Regions from separate parts of the Mus musculus genome. Here region 1 is linked to region 2. A link is a contact called in public Hi-C data. All regions are on one chromosome and are shown on one strand. Each heading gives the region's core, a stretch centred on a gene start, on an enhancer-like site or on the middle of the called end of the contact. The rest is flanking DNA. Distances are from core to core; before and after follow the strand shown. Region 1 overlaps Cog5 (component of oligomeric golgi complex 5). Region 2 overlaps Cog5 (component of oligomeric golgi complex 5).

Evidence for each region. A called contact is a pair of places that touch in the nucleus more often than the background predicts.
Region 1: a Hi-C map of embryonic stem cells shows a contact between it and region 2, with 3 times the contacts expected there. The contact joins two enhancer-like sites. A contact is called at or near these places in 1 of 39 promoter capture datasets (macrophages), 2 of 484 Hi-C or Micro-C datasets (cortical neurons and embryonic stem cells) and 2 of 115 datasets of contacts at active chromatin or transcription factors (VIP interneurons and neural progenitor cells).

Annotation. Positions count from the first base shown.
Region 1 is chr12:31,723,975-31,727,451 of GRCm38.p6, reverse strand. The region is part of intron 6 of Cog5 (component of oligomeric golgi complex 5); the gene reads right to left. Among named protein-coding and RNA genes, the nearest start is that of Gpr22, 12 kb to the right of the region's middle. Within about 2 kb of position 1,676, at least 24 of the 459 cell types and tissues checked have an H3K27ac peak or open chromatin away from gene starts, as enhancers often do. A contact at or near this core is called in embryonic stem cells, where this site is marked.
Region 2 is chr12:31,798,590-31,802,409 of GRCm38.p6, reverse strand. Cog5 (component of oligomeric golgi complex 5) reads right to left here. Exons shown (of 23, transcript NM_001163126.1): 9 at 315-427; 10 at 1-4. Among named protein-coding and RNA genes, the nearest start is that of Gpr22, 87 kb to the right of the region's middle. Within about 2 kb of position 1,874, at least 4 of the 459 cell types and tissues checked have an H3K27ac peak or open chromatin away from gene starts, as enhancers often do. A contact at or near this core is called in embryonic stem cells, where this site is marked.

The DNA of each region.
Region 1 (3,477 bases), core at 427-2,926, 75 kb after region 2:
TCCCACAGCTATTTGCATATAGAAAGCACTAATTTGGATTCTGGGGTGTACAGACTACTTTTATATCAGCTTGATGCAGGCTAGAATCATCTGAAAGGAAGGAATCTCAATTTAGAAATTGTCTCCAGAAGACCCAGCTGTAGTGTATTTTCTTAACTAGTGATTGATGGGGAGGGCCCAGACCTTTGTGAGTGGTACCATTCCTGGGCTTGTGGTCCTAGGTTTGATAAGAAAAGGGTTGAGCAAGCCATGGGGAGCAAGCCATTAAGCAAAACTCCTCCATGGCCTCTGCATTAGCTTCTGCATTCGGGTTCCTGTCCTAATTTCCTTCAATGATGAACAGAGATGTGAAAATGTAGGCCAGATAACTTCTTTCTTCCCTACATTGCTTTGGTTGAGGATAGGCTGATTACAGGACAGATTTCAAATAGGCAGTTAGGGAGGTTAGGCATAAAAACTGGGCAAGCCCAGCAAGTCAATTACTAATAGAAAAAACCCCAGGCTCCAGCATTCACGCCCAGGTAATGGAATGTCCCAGCCACCAGGCTGCAGCAAGGACAATGGATCAGCAGCAGTTTCCAGACACCCTCAACTACTTCCTCAGTAACAGTTCCCAGACCTCCCCAGCAAGTTTCCAGCCCCCACACCCTGGTAATGGAATGTCCCTAGAGATGGATCCAACAGATTAACATAGAGGTCACCTACCCTGGAATTCCCTAATGTGCTTTAAATTAGACCTGCAAGCTCACTTGGGAGTCACTCTATTCTGGTAATGGGAGACACCAGCATGCTAGACTTCTGCAGAATAAAACACTCTTTGCGCTTATATACTATTCTTTGGTGAGTCATGGTGTCTCATCACAGCAATAATAACCCTAACACATGAGTTAAAGACAAAGTTTGGGGATGTGCAGGAATGATCCAGGAGGAGTTTAATGAAGGAGGATAGTACAGGGGAAAATGTGACTGAAAATATATGTTGAATATATGGATGAAACTTTCAAAGAATAAAAAAATGAATATACTTTTAGATTATTGAGGATAGATATTTTAAATAAAAATAATCTAATTTGTAGGACATAGACTACTAGCTTCTCATTGAGTTTTCACATAAAAAGGGGTTGCCCTTCCCCCAGAGGCTTTTCTCTATATAATCCAGACATTTCGGTCTCTCTCTCTTTTTCTTCTCTTCATATTCTGAGACAAGGTTTCTCTGTGTAGCCCTGGCTGTCCTGGAACTCACTTTGTACACCAGGCTGGCCTCGAACTCAGAAATCCGCCTGCCTCTGCCTCTCGAGGTATTAAAGGCGTGTGCCACCACGCCCGGCTTCTTCTCTCCATTCTCTCTGCACACCTACCCCTTTCTCTCTTTCTCCCTCTCCCCTACCCACCCCACCCCCCTTCTCCATGGCAACTTCCCTAGCCTTGTTCCTTGGGGCCAGTAAACTTGGCCACCAGAGAGCAGCTTCCCAATAAACCTGCCTTTAATATAATATAATCTGCCTTAAATTGGCTTGTTTCACTGGCAGTAGAATAATAACCTATCACTACCTTCTAAATAAAAAACAAAATAAGATATACAAAACTGCTTTTTCCCCAATACTGGAGAGCAGACACGCAGGGCTGTGACTTGAAAGCTGTTGAGGTTTGACTTGGGCTCTGTGGCAGCCTGCCTGACCTTGAACTCCTTCTGCTCTTGCCTCCAAACGGCTTGGATCGCTGGCATGCGCACCCACACCTGACAATGAACTGAGCTTTGTGACATAATTACCCAGCTTATCGGCAACTACACTTAGAGCAACTATCGTGAGAGAGTGTGTGTGAGAAACCCCAGCAGAATACAATGAGGACAGTGAGTTTATGGGACAGATTTAAGGAAAGCTGAGGAGGATAGACTTTTGAAACTATGTTAAAGAAAAAAAAGAGAAATTTAAACAAACTTTCAGAAAAGTCTATATGGTACTTTGGGGTGGGGAGGAGACATAGTTACATAAACTTTTATATAGGACTCTTAAATATTCAAATGAATATGAAGTTATAAATTCATATAAAGAGATTGAGAAAGGCCAGGCAAAAAAACAGCACCAGAAAGTCTACTAACAAGCAAATTTCTGGACTTGGAAAGCACTGCAAAATACCCCAGTGAAAGCCAACAGGGCCACTGAATACAGGGGCAGTCGATAGGGCATAGATAGATAGATGGATGGATGGATGGATGTAAAGGTCCCTCTAAGCTGCCTGATATGAAAGCCACGGGTGACAAGATCAAGCTTGGCACACAAGTATTAGAACAAGAAGACAAAAGTCCATAATATTCAAACACAATGACCAATATCCATCTAAACATTATCTGAAATAGGAGACCAAAGATATTAGGTCATATGTTACAACTGGCTCATAAAGAAGAACGTTATGCGTGAACTATAGAAGTCTATGAAGGAGTAGGAAGAGGCTAGGTGAGCACAGTGCTTTCCTTGCATGCATGAGGAACCCATTTTGGAATGCCAATATTTACATAAAACCAGGCAAAATGACAATTACCTGTAATTCCAGCCCCAGGGAAGCAGAGACAGTGGCTCCCTGGAGCTCACTAACCAGCCAGCCTAAGCAAAGCAGTAAGTTCCAGGCTCTGGGAGCTCCTCCCTCACAAAGGGAGGTGGAACGGGACTGTTCAAAAGAGAAGAGCACTTCCAGTTCTTGCAGCAATCATGTGGCAACTCACAACCGCTGCAACTCTAGTTCTTGGAGATCTGTTGCCCTTGTCTGGCCTCTGTGGGTACTGCACACACAGGCTGCACATACATGAAGGCAGGCAAAACGTTCATACACAAAAAAATATTTATCTTTTTTAAAAGGTGGAGAGGGACAGAGTAGTGAAGGAGGGAAGAGAGAGAGAAAGAGGGAGAAAGAGCAAATAAATTTCAGCTGAAAAGGGGGTATTTAAATTGAGTAATTACTACAAGATTTTTTTTTTTTTTTCGAGACAGGGTTTCTCTGTATAGCCCTGGCTGTCCTGGAACTCACTTTGTAGACCAGGCTGGCCTCGAACTCAGAAATCCGCCTGCCTCTGCCTCCTGAGTGCTGGGATTAAAGGCGTGCGCCACCACGCCCGGCTACTACAAGATTTTTAGCCACATTAAGTACTGTAAAAGATAAGAATCAGAAGTTAAACTACCCACACTAATCCTCCCCACTCATCTCTTCCCCAAAAAACCAAAGGTTCAATGCTATGCAAGGCAATACCAAGCATTTGAGAAAGTATTTCAAGACAAAAAATATTTTTAATTTCATCTTTTAAACAGTCCAGCATCAGGAGTAGTAAACACATCAAAAACACATATCCAAGAATAGAGTTGATCCAAAGCCAGTGAGAATCGCCAAAGCCCGTCATGAGCTACAGAAACGGGGAGGCGAAATGAACCCTTGGAAGATCCCGGGTGGAAGACACATCACACTGAGAAGAAACAAAGAGCAATG
Region 2 (3,820 bases), core at 625-3,124:
GTACCTAAAGGTGGAGAAGGAGAAAGAGGCAAAGTATATTTAATTGGTTACTTAGAGTGAAAGCAATGTAACCCTTAGGAACCGGAAAAAGCAAGGCGTATTTCAAAAATTCCTCAAAAATAGCATTACTTCTAGCATAAGGGACAAGAGGGAAGGGGGAGGAGGGAGAAGCACGTTTCGACCTTTGCAAATAGCACAGTCAGCCAGCAGACGTACTGGCGTGCTCAGAGATATCAAAGATCTGTCCCCAAAGACCTAGAATTCGCAGAAGTTTGTTTATCTGCAAAGTTCGTTCCATGTTTTGAGATATTTACCTGTCCACAAGCAGCACAGATGTGATCCATAAGTTTTTCCATATTGGTCCAGAGGGAAGCCCGAAAACCTGCTGTGCTTCCTGGAGTTGGCATGGCGGCTCGCCCAGGGCCTCCTGGTTAAGCGTAAGACATATGGGAGAAAAAGAAAGTTCCCAGTTATAACAGCATGTGCATTGTTCTAAAAGCACAGAAAAGACAAAAACCAAGAAACCCCTTCTCTCTTAAATAGCTTCTTATGTACAACATAAAAACAATCTATGTTTGTAGTAAGAAAAGTAAATATCACATAATCATGTGGGACTATGATCACAAAATAAAATGAAGATAGTTTCCTTAAAATGGAAAGAGGATAAAATGTTTTACATATTCAAAATTAATTTTACAAGAATAACAAGGACAAGCCCCCAAACTGAATTCAGTTAATATACTCAATAAAATTATCTGGGTATCAAATTAACAACATGCTGCAAACAGCTCAAATAATTTTAAGTCACAGAACACTTACTTTGGTAGTGTACAGACATGCTATGGGCAAACAACTGCAAGGAAATTATGAACACAACAGGTTTGCCACACACGGAGTCTGGCGTAGCAGCCTTGCAGCTAGTCTAGATACATCTGCAAAAGCAGCAACAGAGCTTTGCTTATAGCATCCAAGTTGTTATTTCTACAGCATTCCTCCTAAACTCAACCAATCAAACCAGAGCTCACTGTTAAAAAACAGATTTCACAACTAGAATATGAAAATATGCAAAACCACTATCTACTGTGCCAAATTATTTATCAAAGCCACAACAGCAAAAAGCAAAACAAACAAACAAACAAACAAACAAAAACAAAACCCTATGGACTTGACTGGAGTGGGGCTGGTGCTAGACCACAAGCCTGCCACTCACATGGAGGTGCTGTCACTTCAAAGGCCTGTGGCGGTCTGTAGCACACAGGCCTGTAGCTCTCCTGCTCTCTGGGTCAGAGCTAAGAAGCTATGATGAGCTATGTTTTGGAGCAACTCTATAGCTGAAACAGCTTATGGTCCTACCCAGTACTTGGCTCCTGTCATGTACACCATGCAGAAGAAAATGATGTAATATGTAACTTCCTACAATTAATTCCCTGAAAGATCAAAAAGTCAAAATTTCCCACTGTGTTCAGGGGATTCCTCTGAAACCTAGTGCCCTTCCACGCTTTCCAAGTAAACTGCCTCTCCCACTCGGTTTTCTTTTTTTTTTTTTTTTTTTTTTTTAGATTTATTTATTTATTATATGTAAGTACACTGTAGCTGTCTTCAGACACTCCAGAAGAGGGCGTCAGATCTTGTTACAGATGGTTGTGAGCCACCATGTGGTTGCTGGGATTTGAACTCTAGACCTTTGGAAGAACAGTCGGGTGCTCTTACCCACTGAGCCATCTCACCAGCCCCCCACTCGGTTTTCTTTAAGCTAACTTTCCTAGTGTCCTCATAATGGTCCTGATTTCACTCCCATTTCAAGATTGGATCCTAGCTCACAAGGTGCTTGTTAGTCTCAGAGTCACAGGACAAATGGCTGAGGTGGCTATTAACATACCAAAGCAGAGGCCTACCAGCCATCCCAGCACTTCTCATCCCACCCCTACCCCAAAACTCTTCCTCCCAGGGGTTGGGTTTCCATCCCCCCACCCCCCACCCCACCCCAGCCTGACCCCTATGTAACTCAGCCATTTTGGCTACTCTGGTCTCTTGGCCTCTGGGCTCAGACCATGTCTAGGTTGGTGGTTGTCTCTTCTCTTGCTCTCTCCCTCCCTCCCTCCCTCCCTCCCTCCCTCCCTCCCTCCCTCCCTCCCTCTATCCTCTCATGGGCTGAGTTAGTCTGCCGGCCATGGCCCTGTTCAGCCTGGACTGTTCCCTCAGCTGCTTTCCCTGTGTCTACAATAGAAATCTTCCCCATCCTTCACAGGTGGCCATTGGCTTTTCATTCAGTCTTGAGGCTTTCTTGCTTAATGAAGCTCATTCCTAAAGGACAGTTGGCTTTATGGCCCCTCCTTTCCCAAACCAGTTGTTCTCCATCTCTTTGTTATAAGTTTCCTCAAAACAAGTTGGGGAAAAAAGTCAGGCCATCTAAAATAATACTAGTAACAACGGATTTTACAACTGATCAAAAAATAAGCCATGAATAAATAAGGAGAAACATGCATTTTAAAAGGAAAAGGGGGCGGCAAAATGACTCAGAAGGTAAAGATGCTTGCAGCCAAGCATGGCAAACTAAGTTTAAGTCCTAAGCCTCACAGAGAATCACTTCCATGCAGGTAGCATGGCATTCATGTACTCACATACACACAGAAAGAAATAAAGCATAATTAAAAATAAAATAAAAGCCACCACAAGGCAAAGAGAGGCCATGAAAGCAGAGTGGGGCGGTGCAACTCTTGTGGAGCTCACACCCTACTAATACATAGGCCAGCAGCAGTACCAGTCTTGGGCGTCCTCTCTCCTTTTCAAATAATAAGGCAGTTAAATTATTAAGTGCATGTCCTGCTTTGCTCTGCTGTATTATGTTGAAAACTTAAAAAATTTTTTAACCTTTACTGAAGTTCAAAGGAGTTAGTCTTGAGACTCAGAAGAGACTTCCAAATTGGACTTGAAGGAAACACTGAACTGTTATGACTATGAGAACACTTAGACACTTTGCTGTGTGTGATGGGTGTGACCTTTGGGGAACAGAAGGGGGTTGTTATAATCTGATTGCCCCTCAAAGGGTCATGTCCTGAAAGCTTAAGGCCCCCGCTGGTAGCACTACTAGAAATGAGTGTAAACTTAACAAAGTAGGTCTAATTAAAAGTGCATCGCTATGGAACATGCCTTTGCAGGACATATTTTTCTGTTCTCCTTTTCTCTCTTTTGCTTCCTGGCTGCCACAAGGTGAGTACTCATCTCCACCACATACTCCTGCCACCATGATGTTTTACATAACTGGGGCAGGTGAGTACAAAGAAGCTGAGTATCCAGTGACTCTGTCTAGCCTGAGCTACATACACAACCCTTAGCGCCCTGTACTCCCACCTGCCGCAGGTCCCTGTACACCATGTTTCAAACAATGGAATAGGTATAGGTCACTTCTACCAACTTCTAATCAGCTACACTTTTGTGATCAACCATATCCTGGAACATCTGGAAACTTTTGCTCATGTTCAATAAGGCAAATTGTTTCTACTGAGTGAAATGGGGTTTGTGGTTTTTGGTTTTTGTTTTGTTTGTTTTTTTTTTTTTTGAGTTTTTTTGAGTTTTTCAAGACAGGGTTTCTCTGTATAGCCCTGGCTGTCCTGGAACTCACTTTGTAGACCAGGCTGGCCTCGAACTCAGAAATCCGCCTGCCTCTGCCTCCCGAGTGCTGGGATTAAAGGCATGTGCCACCATGCCCGGCTCTGAGTGAAGTTTTAATGAAAATCTCCTATCTACCATCTTATGCATATGCATGCTTGGACATGCATATGATTAAAATCAGATACATCATGGGAAAGGGCATGCACAA